2 separate regions of the Gasterosteus aculeatus genome follow, and region 1 is linked to region 2. The links are chromatin contacts, called in public Hi-C maps. All regions are on one chromosome and are shown on one strand. The core of a region is the stretch at or near the end of the contact, and the rest is flanking DNA. Distances in the headings are between cores, read along the strand shown.

What was found. A called contact is a pair of places that touch in the nucleus more often than the background predicts.
Region 1: a contact with region 2 is called in a Hi-C map of tail fin, with 1.8 times the contacts expected there. The contact joins the enhancer-like site here to the promoter of ep400 in region 2. A contact is called at or near these places in 2 of 6 Hi-C or Micro-C datasets (skeletal muscle and tail fin).

Annotation. Positions count from the first base shown.
Region 1 is chr13:16,141,078-16,144,110 of fGasAcu3.hap1.1, forward strand. It overlaps ncor2 (nuclear receptor corepressor 2), which reads left to right. Exons shown (of 47, transcript XM_078086960.1): 6 at 59-172. Among protein-coding and RNA genes, the nearest start is that of ncor2, 26 kb to the left of the region's middle. Within about 2 kb of position 1,369, at least 6 of the 9 cell types and tissues checked have open chromatin away from gene starts, as enhancers often do.
Region 2 is chr13:16,064,800-16,067,747 of fGasAcu3.hap1.1, forward strand. It overlaps ep400 (E1A binding protein p400), which reads left to right and starts at 1,407. Exons shown (of 53, transcript XM_078086950.1): 1 at 1,407-1,621. It overlaps ulk1a (unc-51 like autophagy activating kinase 1a), which reads left to right. Exons shown (of 28, transcript XM_078086929.1): 27 at 1-91; 28 at 178-1,241. The coding sequence ends at 221.

The sequences.
Region 1 (3,033 bases), core at 119-2,618, 76 kb after region 2:
CCCCCCTTTTTTGGATTGGCCAAGCGCTAACTTTTATCTTTCTGTTTCTGTGTTACAGCAACAGCTGGAGGAGGAGGCGGCTAAACCACACGAGCCAGAGCGGCCTATCTCACCGCCACCCAGCGAGGCCAAGCACCGCAGCCTGGTGCAGATCATCTACGATGAGAACAGGGTCAGTAGGATACACACGCTCAACCTGTGGCCCGCAGCCCAAATCCTTTTCACTTTATTACATATCAAGATGGATTATCACAAGCGGCTGTCAGTGACCGAGCGCTAGTAGCTAAAAACACCAGGGCTCCTAACAGATTGATGACGGTCTGCAGAGAACTTATTTTCTCTTTCTTGGATAGCTGCCATTTTCATTTTACCTTTTTAAAAAAAAAGAAGGAAATATCATCCTCGAAGACCCTCGTCAACAAAAGCACAGATTGCCACGGAGTATTTATCTTCCGATGTGAGCCTCCCACGCTTCATTTTCACATGAATTATTGCCTAACAGAATGAGCTACTAAAGGGCATCGCAGCAGGCTTGGTGAATCACACACAGACACACACGCACAGCCTACAAGATGACACGGACGCACACTGTCCTTTATCAGATACGCATGTACAGCAGTGTCATCGTTATGTAAATGGAAGAGCAACAGAGTAGCTGTAAGGTCAATGACCGCTGTTTAGTTAGTCCTAGTCACAACAATCATTATGTGCTCTGTGCTGATGTTTACGTTCCGTGAAGGAGGATATCTGTGCTTTCAGTCCCCCTAGTGGCCAAAAGTAGAAGCCACTAACCTTTAGGCTTAAATGTTTTATTCAAAGTGCAATGCAAAGCAGTGAGCTCCTTTCACACTCGATGACACTCGAGCTTCAATTTCTTCGAACAAGCCCCGTACGGGAAACTACAAGGGATGTTGGAACTTCACTGTTGGAAGGGAAAGAGGAATGTTTCGATTGCAAATCCTTTTCAAACCATGGCAAAGCAGCGCTTTGTGTGCCAAGAAATTTAGCCGGAGAAGCTATTTTAAAACCAATTTGTTGGAAAGCACATTGTTTAAGAGCAATTGAGCAAGAGGCTGAATGCCTAACAGCTGCACAGATGTCCCCAGATAAGAAACCAACTCCCCGAGAAGACCTTTTCAAAGAGAAAAGTACACCCGAGGGAGTGTCCTTCATGACTCTGACCCTTACTGTCAACACTACCAGCCAAACCACAAACACTAGTAACAGCAGGAGATGCAGATTGCTCAAGACTCTCTGAAATTCACCCGGGTTTACTCCACAATGCCGCTTGACCTTCGTAACGCTTTCAACTTCCCTCTGACTGGCAGGATGTACTCTGGCCAGCTGCCTAACCCCACCTCTCGCTCTTTATTTCTCTCTTCCTCTACCAAACCAACCTGTTCTTCTTTTTCCTGGCTCCACTCGCCTTCCCCGGTGCTGCTTGTGCTGCGTAGAATTTACTCACATAGTCATATTCATTATTTTAGTCACCAGAATATTAATAATAAATAATTTGATCCACATATACTTCATTGCATTCTTCTTTTTAAGTGGCACATCATACATATATATGCGTGTCAAATGGGGATGGTTATTGTTAGGATTTCAATACTACAATGCTCTTATCAGTCTTATTCCTTCCTTTTGATTATTTTGTTGGACTTGAAGTGCTTTTTCTTTTCTTTTTTTTGTCCCTGGTCTTCGCTCCTGCATTCCTTTGATGTGAGTCACAAAAGTTTGGCAACGCTGTGATTGTAGTAACATAAGCCCTTGTGGTGTAACAGACCACGGTTAATCCATGCGGATCGACCCTCGCGGTTCAGCACACGTGAACCGCGGATTAATCACACAGTTTACCGTAACCGCCAGTGTGTGAAATGGAATTTTGCTGACCTCGTTATCCGCCAATTTAAAGTTAAATAAGAGATTGACATGTATGCTCTTCTTCTTGCTGATCTCTGATCATTTGACCTGATCTGTGTCTGCCAATATGGATCATCAATGATCTACAATCGGCATCAGCTCAATTGGAGAAAAAAAACATCTTGGACTGCAGGCAGCACGTTGAATTTGCTTAAGCTTTATGGCTCTTAATGCAACTGGCTGCATGTGTACAGTTTCAAGACCACCAGCTCTTTAACTAATAACTCAGTTTCAGAGAAAATGTATACTCGGTAATCTCCTCCATTCCCCTCTTTTTCATGCCGAACGTGTCATTTCCAGTATTTAATGTGAAGCCTTATCAAAAGAATTCTGATGTATCTTGTTTCCCTATTTGTTTAAGAAGTTGCGTCAAGGAAAAGATAAATCCTACTCCCCGAGGATGACTGCCTGGTTCTAATAATTGCTGTTCATTAACGGCTTCTGTAGTAAGCAGGCTCTCTGAGGCAATACTCTGCCGCCTGTTACACCTACTCACTGGTGAGGAGTCAACATTAATGAGCAAATAAATGCAGCGAGAGTCAAGGAAGAATACTAGTACATTTGTCTTCATTTGAATAATATGTAGTAACAGCACCCTGGATCAGTGCCTCCTTTTATGCCTCATGCTCTAGAGGAAATGCACTTTAAAATATCGGATCCATGTCCTCTGGTTTCACTCACAGGTGACCCAGTTGGAAGCCAGTGTCGAGTAAAGTTAAGCTCTTCGCCTGAGCTCCTCCGCAGAAGTCGGTTCGCGTGAGTCTCGTATAAACTTTAGAGTTAGATCCAAAGCACCTCCTGTGCCACCGCACCAGTGAAGAGGGAGCGAAAAGGACAAGGAAGCAGCGTGACATTGTGGGCGGTGAGGAATTAAGGTTGACGTGCACACACGCACACAACCCGCCAGGTTCTGTTGTCGCCTTCGAAAATTTCCCCCCTCCCCCTCTTGCTGTTCTTCCATCCCATCTGCAAATGTGTTGGTCCTGCCAGTCTCCCTCCGAGGTCACGGAAGGAGATTGAAGTGAGATAGAAAGCAACGAAGCATGTGACGTGTCACCAAGGAGGGTCCGTTTGATCGATGAAGCGCAGAGAGTGTGCGGGGCGCAAACA
Region 2 (2,948 bases), core at 157-2,656:
TCAGTCCAGCGTTACCACAAAGCCCTTTTGCTGATGGAGGGTCTGTCCCGAATCATCACTGAGGAGAAGGACATTGACAGCATAGAGAAATGTATATGGCCGCACTATGACACATAAACCACCAGGTCTTGACTTGATTTTTTTCTAATCTGAATTTTTCAATATATCTGTTCTCAGGTAAGCAGTGTATCGAGCGGCGCCTTTCTGCTCTGCAGTCTTAGCAGTAGCCATGCGCTCTACAACTGCGGCCACACGACAGCTTTTATATTGTCTCATTCATTTGCCCTAAATGAAGATGGATCCTCCTATACTGTCAATACACATACACGTGCACTTTGATCTGTCTTAAGGGAAATGACCACTGGAGCATCTGCTCTTATCCCACCAGCCAGTCTGCGATCTTTAGATAATTGCACAAAAAGACTGAAAGTCCTGTTTTGGACAAGTTCTAGAGGACAGCTTGTGTCATGATTGTTTTTTGATCAAGTAAATTGTTCAGAGTGTTTGTTCTGTTCTGTTGCAGAAGAAATATGTTAGTGTGTTATTTAGTTTTTTGCACATAGAATTATCATATTAGATAATACTGATGTTAAATGTATTGTACTTGAAACCAATGTTGTTTTTCTGTTTTCTGTATTTGAAGGGTTGGTGTTAAGTGTAACGCAGAAGTTCACTGGCCATCAGGAGTCTGATTATTTTGGATGAGATGACCAAAAAGTGTACCAGTAATATTAAAACTGTGCCTGTTTTTTATTACATTTTGCATCCCACCAGAGTAGTGGATTTAAAGGTAATGAAAGTATGTCTTGACCTCATACAGAACAATTGTCTTCCAGTCATGTGGACTTACATCATAGACTGCAATTACTATATTTTGATATTTTTGTTTAACTGATCCAACAATGTCGGTGGTAATGTACTCAATTATGTATTTTAAGCAACGATAACTGCATACAACGTTGCTTTATCTGCTGTTTCGTTGTGTGTTTTAGTTATTATCCCCAGCTGCTTGGATTAATAAAAAAATAATGTTAATTTTTTTATTAATTTGTGTATAATTTTGTGACAGACTAGATTATAAAACTACTTCTTCAATATTTTCTGAAAAGGTTGATGTTGAAATGAGTTTGTTAGGATTTATCAAATGGTCTTTTTTTACTTGTTTTTATGAGTGCCAGTCAACTTTGCAAAAAATGAATTGTTACGCACAGTGTGAAAAAAATAAATATTTATTGTTGAAACTTTGGATTATTTTCAAGTCTTCTTTACTTTGCATTTATGCTTAGATACCATGTATTAGCTTTTTTTTACGTTCTCCAAATTTCTATTCTCCAAAATATTTTTTCAATAATAATCACCTTGTAAGGGAGAAACCTCAATACCCCCCCAAAAAACGGATTTTCCTTCAATGTGTCCACTTCCTCGAGACAGATCTACATCCGGGTTAAACAAAAGGTTCCTGCCGTCGCCATGTTGGTGAATGAAATTAGCTCCAAAACATTGAATAGCCGCTAGCAATATTGATATTTCATTTTCTTGCGGAATAACATTTGTTACAGCATGTGACTTATAGTAAATATGATTTAGGATTTATGAAACCTCTGCCAAAGTCCAATCTCCTGTAAGTAACACCGTTTCACTGATAAAATGTATTTATTCATTAAAAGCTGGCCTGCTAGCAATAACAAGCTAACATCGTTAGCATTGGCTAGCACGCCTCCCGTAGCAAGAGTCATTGTAATTAATGAAATGGCACAGACAGTCTTATTGCAGATGTTACAGTTTAGTATTTGTAATGCAATTTGAGTGTATTCATTACTCGGACCCGAGTCTATACCTAATCCTATGTATAATTGCGGGGTTCTATGTCTTATTGTAATGCTACTATTAGCTAACGTTATGCCCCGAAACAAAATTGTTAGAGGGAGCGAACGTTAACGGCGTAATACATAATGCAAATTGTTATTAGTTACGTTACCCATCAACGACTGCTATGTGTAGCAGTTTTGTTGTAAATATAACGTTATTGCGGTGTATGGTGATTCACGTTAAACTATACCAATCCCAAGATGCCTGTAACGTTCATTTAGCTAACGTTAACGTTCCTACAATATGCCAACAGTAACAAACCGTCAACAAAATCTGTAAATATCACGTTATGTTTCTATGCAGGTTGTCTTTGGCTGATTATACACAACGGTAAACGAGGTCTACCCCATCACTTTCAATACAAGACGATTTATATCTGGAAATATAACGTTCGATACGTTGTCTGGCACACACGTAAAAGGTCATATGAGATATCCACACCAAAGTGTAAAGACGATACCAGCTACGTTATGGGTGAAATATGTCATTCAAAAATAACATGAACTGTTTGCTAGGTGAATTGTGAAGATAACAGCCCTTCTCTACTTAAGTAAAGCATTGCATAGCTGTACCCAATAATCACATTTTAATTTATGAAGATGTGGCACCTGTCAAGTGTGTAACCGTCAAGTGCCCTGACCCCCCCAGCTGCCCTCAATTTCTACTGTATATGTATTTAAATGCACGTGGGCCGCTATGTTTGGGTGTGTATTCAGGTTCACCAGTTTAATACTTGCTGTGGACCTTTTATATCCTGAATGAGTTAACTGTATGTTAAACAATTTGAGAAATAGTAAAAACAAAAATGAAACAGGAATAGTTCTAGAAGTATTATATAATATAATATAACAATATACACAGCAAATTAATAAAAATCAGTGTTGAATGTAAAATCAAATAAATGAATCAAAATACAACATACAATACATTCAGAGATTTCAAAGGTGATTACACGGGTGGTATAAACAGTGTGTCATAATCTGACATTTTGAAGAATGCATATCTTTATATCATATTTAAAGAGAACCCTATTTAAACTAGAATTTGTAGTTCAAATCTGAGCCCCAATTTGCATTTAT